Linked DNA regions of Siniperca chuatsi: region 2 is linked to region 1. A link is a contact called in public Hi-C data. All regions are on one chromosome and are shown on one strand. The core of a region is the stretch at or near the end of the contact, and the rest is flanking DNA. Distances in the headings are between cores, read along the strand shown. Region 1 overlaps LOC122871787 (receptor tyrosine-protein kinase erbB-4-like). Region 2 holds the start of LOC122871787 (receptor tyrosine-protein kinase erbB-4-like).

The links. Hi-C and Micro-C count contacts between places; a contact is called where the count stands out from the background.
Region 2: a Hi-C map of an unstated tissue shows a contact between it and region 1, with 5 times the contacts expected there. The contact joins the promoter of LOC122871787 here to the enhancer-like site in region 1. A contact is called at or near these places in 3 of 3 Hi-C or Micro-C datasets (liver, skeletal muscle and an unstated tissue).

The regions. Positions count from the first base shown.
Region 1 is chrLG24:6,238,548-6,243,761 of ASM2008510v1, reverse strand. The region is part of intron 3 of LOC122871787 (receptor tyrosine-protein kinase erbB-4-like); the gene reads left to right. Among protein-coding and RNA genes, the nearest start is that of LOC122871786, 100 kb to the right of the region's middle. Within about 2 kb of position 3,086, the one cell type or tissue checked has an H3K27ac peak away from gene starts, as active enhancers do. A contact at or near this core is called in liver, where this site is marked.
Region 2 is chrLG24:6,396,746-6,401,976 of ASM2008510v1, reverse strand. It overlaps LOC122871787 (receptor tyrosine-protein kinase erbB-4-like), which reads left to right and starts at 1,448. Exons shown (of 27, transcript XM_044187168.1): 1 at 1,448-1,805. The coding sequence starts at 1,742.

The sequences.
Region 1 (5,214 bases), core at 1,837-4,336:
AAATACAGCCTAGCCAAAAGAACCACGATAACCTGCCGCCTGTTGTTGCTCAGTGCCTCTTCTGAAAGATAACACAGCAAAGCACATCTCATTAAAAAAAGCTGACATTCATTGACATGCAGACACACAATGGGATGCCATGTCTGACTCCACGGTTTATTTTCTCGTCTCTTTATTTCCAATTTTCCATGTTTTATACACCCTTGCACCCAAAATTCATTATAATGCCAGGCCCGTGCTCAGTTTTATCAGTGTTGTGCTGTCAGCACTGTGTTGCCGTTGGTGTTGTTTGTTTAAATCCTTCGACAAGAAGACCCGGGGGGGTTCGGGTTTGTCGCCATTAGTGGCTGTGGCACGTCTGGAAAGAGGGCAAAATGATCTCTAATGGAAAGGTAATAGTCCCCCAGGGACATGTCTGCTGCCCTGTGCACCAGTCTTTTATGTTAGGGTTCCCTCCACTGGCTGACAGGGTCAGTATCAGCTGACCCTGGCTAACAGAGCTACACATCTGAAACCCCAGTGTGTGATAGTGGCCCATACTTCATATTGTTGTATAACATAGGAGGTGAAAAACCTCCCCCAAAGCCCAACTTCCAAATCCTGTGTTAAATGTCCAATCATGTCTTTAGGGAGTTAACCTGAAGCATACGTCAGCATTTCTAATAATGTCAACAACTTACATTGATGTGCCAGGATAAGTTCCGTCAACCAATACAGAGCGACTTGTCACTCCCAGCAAGCATACACCAAGCTCAGCACAGCAGAGATTGGGGATTGATGGTAATAAAGATAACTCCCTGCAGGGGAACTTAGACTCAGAACCTACAGGTGGATGGTTGGTGGAGGTAGGCTTTATGAAATGCTATATGAGATTAGTTATAGCAACTGTCGTTTTCAGGTTTCAGGTGAGCAGTGTGGCAGCAGCTTACCAAAGCAAAAGAGAGCACGGCATTGACTGCTGAAATACACCACCCTATTGCAATGGGTATATGGATGTCTGTTGCAGCAAAGTGGGGCAGTACATTCAAACACTCCCTGCAGAGGACTCTCCCTGTCGCCCTGAAAACCTATGATTTCATCATGTCATGCTCCAAACCAAATATAAGGTTTGGGGTGAGGACCAGGAGGTTAGGATGGGGACGTTATAGCAAAGGAAGAAGAAGATCTGCCCGAAAAGCTGATTTTAGAACAAAAAGTTTCAGCCAAAATGGCCTTAAGCAGAAAAAAAATTACAATTACTTTTTAAGCATTTAATGGCACTATGGTGTAATAAAAACTGAAGAAATATGAAGAAAAGTCACTAAAAACATGTAAAATATTGCCAGTAACTAATTGAAGTCAGACACCCTTTTAAAATTTTATCCAACATTGTAGAAACAACAATAGGAGTCCTGCCTAATCTAGCTCAAACTCCCCAATTCTATGAGTCAGTCCTTGGAAATCCCACCTAATCAAACCAAATAGCCGTGACTTCATCAAACTTGCTCATTAGAGCCAAATTCATTTTTTGGGAGATTAGAATTACTTTTGACCGAACTCTTGTGTTCCCCTTTTTTAAAATTATCTGAACCATGAGCTGTAAGCACCATTTTGGTTTTAAAGAGAGCAAAACCTCCATTTGTGTAATTAAGGACAAAACCAACCAGCCTCTGATGTGTTTTAAGGGGATGTCTCTGGACAATGCTGCTGTGTCAAAACTTAACATTTTAATATTTTCTCCTTGATTGACAGTTTGGGAAAGTTGGTCGACCACGTGAAACCCATTTGATAACCCCAAAACTGCAATGTCATCATGCTAAAAACAAGGCTGTGTTTGGTTGACATTCTGATGATGTAATTATATTCAAAGCGACTGTCTCGCCATGATGCACATGCTCCCCCTCCTGACATTGCAACATACAGTATATTTGTTTGTGTTGAAAATGAATGGTGTATGCTTTGCACTGAGTTTGTGTGCATGCAATTTTTGTCTGCATTCTCTCCCAGGCGTCTGTAAGCTGCTTGACTTTGGCAAGTTTTAATGACATTTTTGGGTCCATTATTTTTTTTAAGTGCCCCGCCTCAGTCCAAGCCCCTCATGAGATCTGTTGTGTAACTTCCACTCCAAACTGCAAATCCATTAGTGTGAGCATGGCCAATCATTGTCACTGTTGAATACGTCTGTCCACAGCCTCTGTTGAAGAAGTCACATAAGCTGAAAGTAAAGTCAGGAAAAGGGAGGAGTGGAGTTGTGCTGGACTGGCTCACAGAACATCACACTAAATATACTGTAAAACCAGATGGAGGCAATTTACTGGTCATAGTTGATTTGCTGGTGTGTGTGTGCTTGTGTCATGTGTCCCAAATTACCCAAGTGGAAGGGTGAGTGCTGCAGCTCTGTGCCAGAACATGACAAATTGCCCATTTAGCCCATTGTAGGTGTCAATTTTAATGCAGAGGTTTAGCTCTGTTTTCGACACTTCTTAAGCATTTTGCTCCGTGGAAATATTTAATGAGCCTGATTTTGAATTACAAAATGCATATCAGATGAGCAGTTTGTGTGTACATGCTTGTGTACTGGAGGTGTTCAAGCACACACATATTAAGGCTCTAAAAGAATCTTTCTTTTTGGTTTCCTGATTCGAGAGTGGACATTTAATAATAGCCCACATTTCAAGTTATGAGCGAAGCTGCTCAGCAGTTTTACTGTCTTGATGGCTCCCCTATGGTCCATTCATAGTGCCCTCTAAAGTTTATGTTTGATGTTCTGAGCTTGGGCAATTGTACCAAAACACAATTTCCAGCACAATAACAGAGCAGAGAGCGGACTCACTGTCGGAGTAACGCCACTGTAAAACAACCTATCACTGCTGTTGTAGAAAAACAACATGGGACAGCAATTCTGGGACTGTTTGTACTTTGAGACTGTACCTGGCAAATTATTTGTTGAGTGAGTTGCTTGACCTCTGGGTCACTGAGACCTATTAAAATCTCAGTATAAAACTTCAAAAACACATGACTGGTAAAAATAACTTTTTCGCAGATTTGTGGCTTTTTTGAGCTTGTGATTTTAACACTTAACACAACTTGAAATTTAAGTGCTTGTGAACTAAATTTAGATGTTAATTCTTAACACACTGAAAATAGTTGGGTGTTATTAGATTCTCCACTATTCCCCCCACCAACACATGCACACACATCAGTGTTGATCATTGACGACCACTGCTATTTGTTACCTTGATTAGTATTCGGCAGCGCTCTCATCTCTTTGGCTGGCTCTTTTGTTTGCCTGCGCTGATTGGAGGGCCTCTGGTTGATTTAGATGCAGGGAAGTGGTGACAGAGGAGGGCTTATTAGGGCTGTAAGCCCATCCCGCCTTAAGTGCAGAGTCTCCAGTTCCATTTTCATTTGCCTCCATTATTGAATTTGCTGGCTTCTCATTCGCCCTGATTGCATTTTGTGTCACCTCTAAAAAAAAAAATATTTTTTTTTTAAATCAGCCTCCCTTAGAGGTACTGTGACACTCAGACGGGAGACTTACATTATGATAGTAAAGTAATGAGAAAAAGTTTAGAGATTGACACTAGAATACTTTTTTTATTTTGAAGGCTTTCTTTTTTCATTAGGTCTGAGCCAAATGTCTATGAATGTTTTCCTAATCATGATTGCTGTGTAACCTGTATGCCTGTGGGTGTGTTTTGCTAAGAGAAGGAAAGAGAGTGAGGAGCCTTAGCAAAGGAGAAAGGGAGTGTTTATGTCTGTGTGTGTGTGTGTGTGTGTGTGTGTGTTTTTATAAGACAGAGAAGGAGCGTGACAGATGGGGGGAGCAAGAAGAAAAGAAGAAGTGGAGGGAAAGAAGAGTGATGGCAGGGATTCATTTAGCATCCACTGAAGCTTTAGAAGTGAAAAAAAAGTGTCATCTCCGCCTCCACCTTTTAGCTGCCTCCTCCAGCACCTACACAGCTTCCATAATCTCCTAATGTGAAGCGTTTTTCATAAGGATTCATCGCAAAACAATATGATTCGAGACTGCGAAATTTAATCAGGGGCTTTAAAACACAATTATGGTTATCGGGGAGGACACGGCAGCAGCGCTCGGGATCGTGGGAGGGGGGAGTAGCAAGGAGGGGAGATGGAGGGGACCTCCCCCGCACTGTCTGCACCCTAACGCTCCTCTCCCATTTGTCACTGAGCACAATATCTCTTTGGCTGGCAGAGCTAATAATGGAGAAGTGGGGAAACGGGACTCTAGAGACCCACCTCCGCCTTTCCGTGAAGATCAGATAAGTTCTCCTCAAGTCAGAGGCCCCGAGCCAGTGTGGATTTGCTTGTAAGGACTGTATCATTTATTAAACACAGCACACCCCTTTGACAGCTTTTTAGGTGTGTGAATAATGCAGCTCTTTATAAAATGTGCAACTGCAGGAGCAAGACGTTTCCCCAACTGGAAAGAAACACCACGCTACCCACTTTGCACTTGGAAAAGTTCATTTCATTTTGGTCACTCGTACCACCAAACCCCTTTTGCTGATACCTTGCTTTTTCGTGCCTCAAGGCAAACTAGTTGCCATTTCCTGTCTCTATTATCTTGCCGATCTGCAGCCATTTATCCAGCAGTGGCTTGTTTGCAGTCTGGAGACTTAACAGTTATTCATGGGATTTGAGAAGTCGTTTTCACTTAAGCAGCTACTTTCTCAACAGCCTCTGTTGTGTTTTTTTGTTTTTTTTCCCCTCTTTAGAGTAAACATGCTTGGAGGCACTGTACGTTGGAGTGCTCCACAATTACATACAGAGGGTTTCCTAAGGGGCCGACTGCTTGTTTTCCAGGCCAGTCATGTGTTTGCCTCAAATTGTGGGGTTTACTGTAAATTGGCTTAGGATAGAAATCCACAACTTAATTTTAATTATGGGTAGTTTTGGTGAGATTTAACAAACACAACCACACAGACTCGGACCCTGATACACCAACACACACCCATAGTACCAATTAACCATCCCATTCATGCACACACAAACTTCCTCTCCTTATTCAGAATTCCCACTGGTAACACTATGTATGTGTGTTTGTTTTATGTCTCAGGACATCTCATTGTTCTCTTTCTGCTGGAGTGCAGTTCATTCAAGACAGCATATTGTCAGGGTTCAACGTTAAGGTTTTTTTTTTTCACAAATTGTTTTATTTATTAGCAGTTATCAAATGACAACAAAAACTAAAGTTAATTTTCATGTTTAATC
Region 2 (5,231 bases), core at 199-2,698, 160 kb before region 1:
AGACTGACAGTCACTATATTTCCCTTGAAATTGAATTGAAGCTTAATATGGTAATGGTACAATCATTTTCCACCAATTGCCAAAATTCTATTTTTGCCCTTTATGACCTGTGGGGCACACAAAAGCCATGTTTTAAGTGACTTAAAAGAATTCTCACAGGTTAAGAATAAAACAAAATATCTAGGATGAGAAAACTATCTAGGATGGCCCTCCACTGGTCTCCCACAAAATGCTGATTATCCTCCTTTCAGCAAAAACAAGAAATTCATAACCCTTTCCCTTCTCTGACACTACCCAAATCATTTTCGTACAGTCAAAAATGATGATAGCTAGGCTTTAAGGTGACCGTGTGGCCTTCTGGTTGAATTCCCATTATTATGAGCATAATATTTGTGAAAAATACAAGCCCAAATGTTATTGTATGTCCCTCAGCAGCTTTGATTCGTGCCATCTCCAGAGAAAAAGGCTAAAAATCAAGTAATTCTCCACAAATTCCCCTAGAGGGCAGCAGAGGACACTAAATGAACCTTCTCTTTGGCACTGTTGGGATATATGAAGGATTCGGTCCTTTTGCACTCTTGCTGCCTAAATTGTGGAGTAATTTTGGTAATAGAGCCAGTTTATGCCCGACTCACACACTTCACACGGATCACAAATCAATATATTTTTGTCCTTGCTGATTTGCCAGCCGGTTTCATACTTTTACATCGGTCCACAAACGAAGCCATGGAGCTGAATAGGGTACACCGGCTTGTAAAATGAGCGGCCTTGAAAATGTTATACTGCTGGAGCCATTCCCTTCACTGCAGCCCTGTTATACTAGCATCGTCAAAGTTTATAGGCTGTGCCTTCTAGTGGTGGATATTTGCAGAGGCTGACCCTGCTGTCACCGCAGGAAACTTTTCGGTCTACACTGAATATACAAAAATAAATGAAGCAAATGCTATTTTTAATAGATGTAAAATTGGCAGTAATAAACACTGTCCCCTAGAAAATCACTATAATTTACGATATCTCCCTTTTTTTTCCTAAACATTAGTCTGCCTGGTAACCAATAGGCTTTATAACAACTAATGACATATGAGTCTGAATTATGAACATTACCTGATAATAAAAAAGCCTATTTCTGTGTCTTTTTTAGCAACACAGAAAGCCCACAGGTAGCAATTTGGACTCCACACCACCCAGCGGGACACCAAAACAAAATCTGCTCCTGACAGGTGTATTGACAGCAGCAATGAAGCCAAATAGCCAATCAGGAGAGGTGATAAGTGACGTGGGCGGATTTCCAAAAAAAAAAAGAAAGACAAAACGCTCCTAATCTTTTAGATAGCCAATTTAATAGGCTGAATGAGGTGTCAATCATACTAAGGAGGCGTGTTCAGACCCCCTCCCCTCACACAAACACTTACACACACACTCCACCCCCCTCTCCCCCCCCCAGCCACCGGCGCTATGGCAGTGTGAGGAGTAAATGGCTCAGAGTATCCGCGGTGGAAACCGACCTAAACACTGGTCTGGGAACTGATAAACAAACACAACAAAATAACGCGGTGCGTAAAAGCTCTCCACGGCGCTGGTTGTGGGTGCGCACGGAAACTGTGCCAGTTGTCGAAGAAGCCAAGAAGACTCCGACGGTTTTTTTTTTTTGGTTGTTAATTTTTGTGTGTGTGAAAAACGAGGATATCTTAATTGGACATGTGAGTTACGGGAGTTAACAAGACAAGCAGCCTTTTCAAAGATGAAGTTCCCAGCTTGTGTCCTCGTCACTTTGGTGGTCATCCGATCGAGTGCAGCACAGTCAGGTGAGTGCTTGGATGCGCGTCTCTGCGCCTGGGTTCTCCCGAACACTCAAAAAGCCACCTTTCTATTTTGGCTAAAACCTGTAGGCTAAATATGGGCAGAACTTAATGAGACATTCAAAGTACTTGTTTGCTGAATGCTAATGAATGGACATCATAGATTAACACCCGTGTTGTTAGCTCTACATCACCGGTACAAACTTAACTCAACTTAATATCCAACCAAGCTGATGCTGATTTGAATCATCGCACCGAGACTCACACCTGCAGCAAACTGTGAGATTTAGCAGCCTCGGGGAGCGTGGCGAGCTCTGCGTAAAAATCTCAAACTCCTCTCCTAATATTTGCTTTTTTGATCCCTTATTTATATTTGTAAGCTTATCGTGGACGAACATGTGCGAAATCTACTTTGCTTGTGTGCCTGATTCGATAAATCTTTTGGTAAAGACTATCTACTATCTTTAAAAAATCACTGAAAGGCAGCGAATCTCTGATGTCAGCTCAGCTCAGATGAGCCCCGTACTCTGCCGTTTGATATTGTACCCTAAATATGAATGAATGCGCCATGGTTTTAATTTAATTCCCTTAAGCGGACATTGATAGACCGAAGACCTCGGCTATTTGCGCTGATTTATATGAAGTGAGATCAGTTTTCATCCCTTATTGTCTTTGAATAATTTAGATGTAGCAGATATAGTGAGGGCCATGTATAGAAAGTGGGAAAACATATCGCTTTCATCATTAGGACCCCTGTGGTGTCAATCCCCGGGCGAAAATCACTTTAATGTTCCTGCAATATTCCCATAAAGACTTATAGTACGTCCAGTAGACGATTTATAGTGAAGTTAAGGTTAATTTTATTTGTGTTAGCCTGTAATTTTCCTTTTGCATCCCTGTGGGATATTTGCAGATAGTTTATGCTCGTGCAACATTTGAGGTTTCACCACTTGCTGTGTGACATTTTGTTCATGATGCAGGGTTTGCAACAAAATCTCACTGCCTGGCAAATAATTGATACAGGCTTTGATGTTGAGAAATTGTGCTGTTGAACTTTTTCAATCCGCTTTTGTTCACAGACCTACTGATCAATAAGGACTTAAATGTGCTCTAGTATTCTTGTTTGGTTTGGAGTTTGGTGTAATGTCTGCTTTGGAATATCATCAGACTATGAGATGCACTCAGTTATTTGCACATTAATATTTTCTCTTTCATTTTGGGCTGATAAAGGAGTACGTGATAACAGAATTTGCCTCATTCATTGATACAATTAAGCTTTGGCAAGGAATGTAGAAAAAAAGAAAACCAAGCAGAAGCACACTGAGGAAGTGGGAACACAGGAGAGTCTGTGGATTGATGTGATGGATTGAGGTGAATTTGGCCATCGTCCAACCTCTCGGAGGCACAAATGGGATTCCAGGACGCTTTTCTTCCATCCTCCAAAGACAGGTCGAGTTTTGGCTCGATCTCTGGTGGTTTGTGGTTCTCAGGCAGAGCTGGAGAAACAAACACACACATTCCCCCGCTGGCTGGTGGTGTGGATCTTGGATGGAAGGTGCTGAATGCTGCCTATTAAACAGGAGTGGATGGATGCACGGACGGATGGGTGGGTGACAGGCGGGATGAATGGGGAAGAAAAGTGGCACCCTCACTGGTTTATTTATTCTCTATGTATACACTCCCATCCAAGATATTTGTGATGCAAATTCTGCCCAAGAATCTGAGCTGTGCCTCTTGGGAAGTTCAGTGTGGGTGTTAGTGGTTGTATTCTGAGTAGATATTTGTGTGCTATCGGTCCACTCTTCAGTCTCTCTTTCACTTAATCTCCCTCTCCTTATTGTAGTTTGAAAAATTCATGCCCAACACCATATATCAATCATATCAGGGTGAAGTAAGTCAAGGCTAGAGATGTTCACTTCAGTGGTGTTTAACATGGTGATTGAATCTGTCAGTACGCTCCTGCTGCGAGACAAATGTCTGCAGCATTCCTGCCAGTCAGCTGGTCTGCCGAGCTGTATACACTTAAGTGTGTGTGTGTGTTTGCGTGATGTACAGTACGGCCACATGTGTGCCAAAAATGGAGGTGTTTACGCCTCAAGTGACTTGATTGATGTTTTGCTCTATTCTGACAGACTGTTGGCAGTGCGAGAGGATCTTAGTGTATCTGTGTAGAGGCATTAATCTTAAAATAAACACAAAAAGAACAGATTCATCAGTCAATCAGTCCAGGATTGACCCCATTGATGCGTTCAAGTGTTAATAGACACAGTTTAAACTAAGATCACTAGGAGGCTGATCAACTTTCTCCTCCATCTTGGACTTGCCAGGTTTTGTTTAAACCATGAAGCAAAATCCCAACTCTTGGAGAGGTAAAACAATCTGAACAATTAAGCCATGGCCAACTTTTCTCTCCAAAATGTCCCTGATCACTCAGGTCTGAGGGAAGTAAACTGACATCCATGAGTTATTGGTTGTATTGCTTTCAGTAGGATAGTGGGGTCAGGGGTGCAAGTAACGATTATTGTCATTATTGATTAATCTGACAATTATTTCTCAAGTAATAGTGGAGAACATCATGAAAGCTGCCTGTTATAAATTCTCACAGCCCAAGGTGATGCATTTTAAATCGCTTATTTTATTTGACCAACAGTCTAAAACTCAGATATTCAGTTTACTATAATAATTGGCAAAGAGAAACCTCAAATTCTCACATTTGAGAAGCTGCGACCAGGGAATGTTTGGCATTTTTTCTTGAAAAACGATCAGTTATCAAATAGTTGCCATTAATTATCTGTTGATCGACTAACTGATTAGTCAAGTGATGTTTGTAACTCTAGGGGTTACTGCTTCCCAAAACTTGGCATATTTGGTGGCTGCAAATGGAAACTGCACATCTTCTTTGTAATGATGAAGGACCTTAGTCGTCTTTGGTTAAATCAAGCTTTCTTTGGACAGCGTGTTTGTCTGTGGATTTGCTTTCAATGTCTCGAGAAGAACTCTGCAAAATGCCAAATCAAAGATGATATTCTCGTGAAGAACTGATTTCTCTTGACAGGTCTTTGGTTTGTTACTTGTGAGGATGGGATCCTCTTCTCTGTTTCTGATTTAGGCTAAAATGACAGTCTCACCTATTGCACCTTTTTTAAATGAAGCTCACACCAGTCATTTCTTAGTCCTCTGCCTGCCGAAACAAATGCCTCAAACATTTGAATCGCCCCAGCTCATGAGTGTGTATGACAAATGCTACATTCGCACGTGCATGTGTGTGTGTTTGGGTGACATTTAAAGACGTGCTCTCCTGTGAAATGGCCGGGGGAGAAGGGGGCGGCGGGAAGGAAACCCGCTGAATGCCAGTATCAAATTACTGGGCGTCTGTCAGCTGGCACACACAGGAGCCATGGAGCTGGCCGAGGCTTTGTAGAAGACTGACGG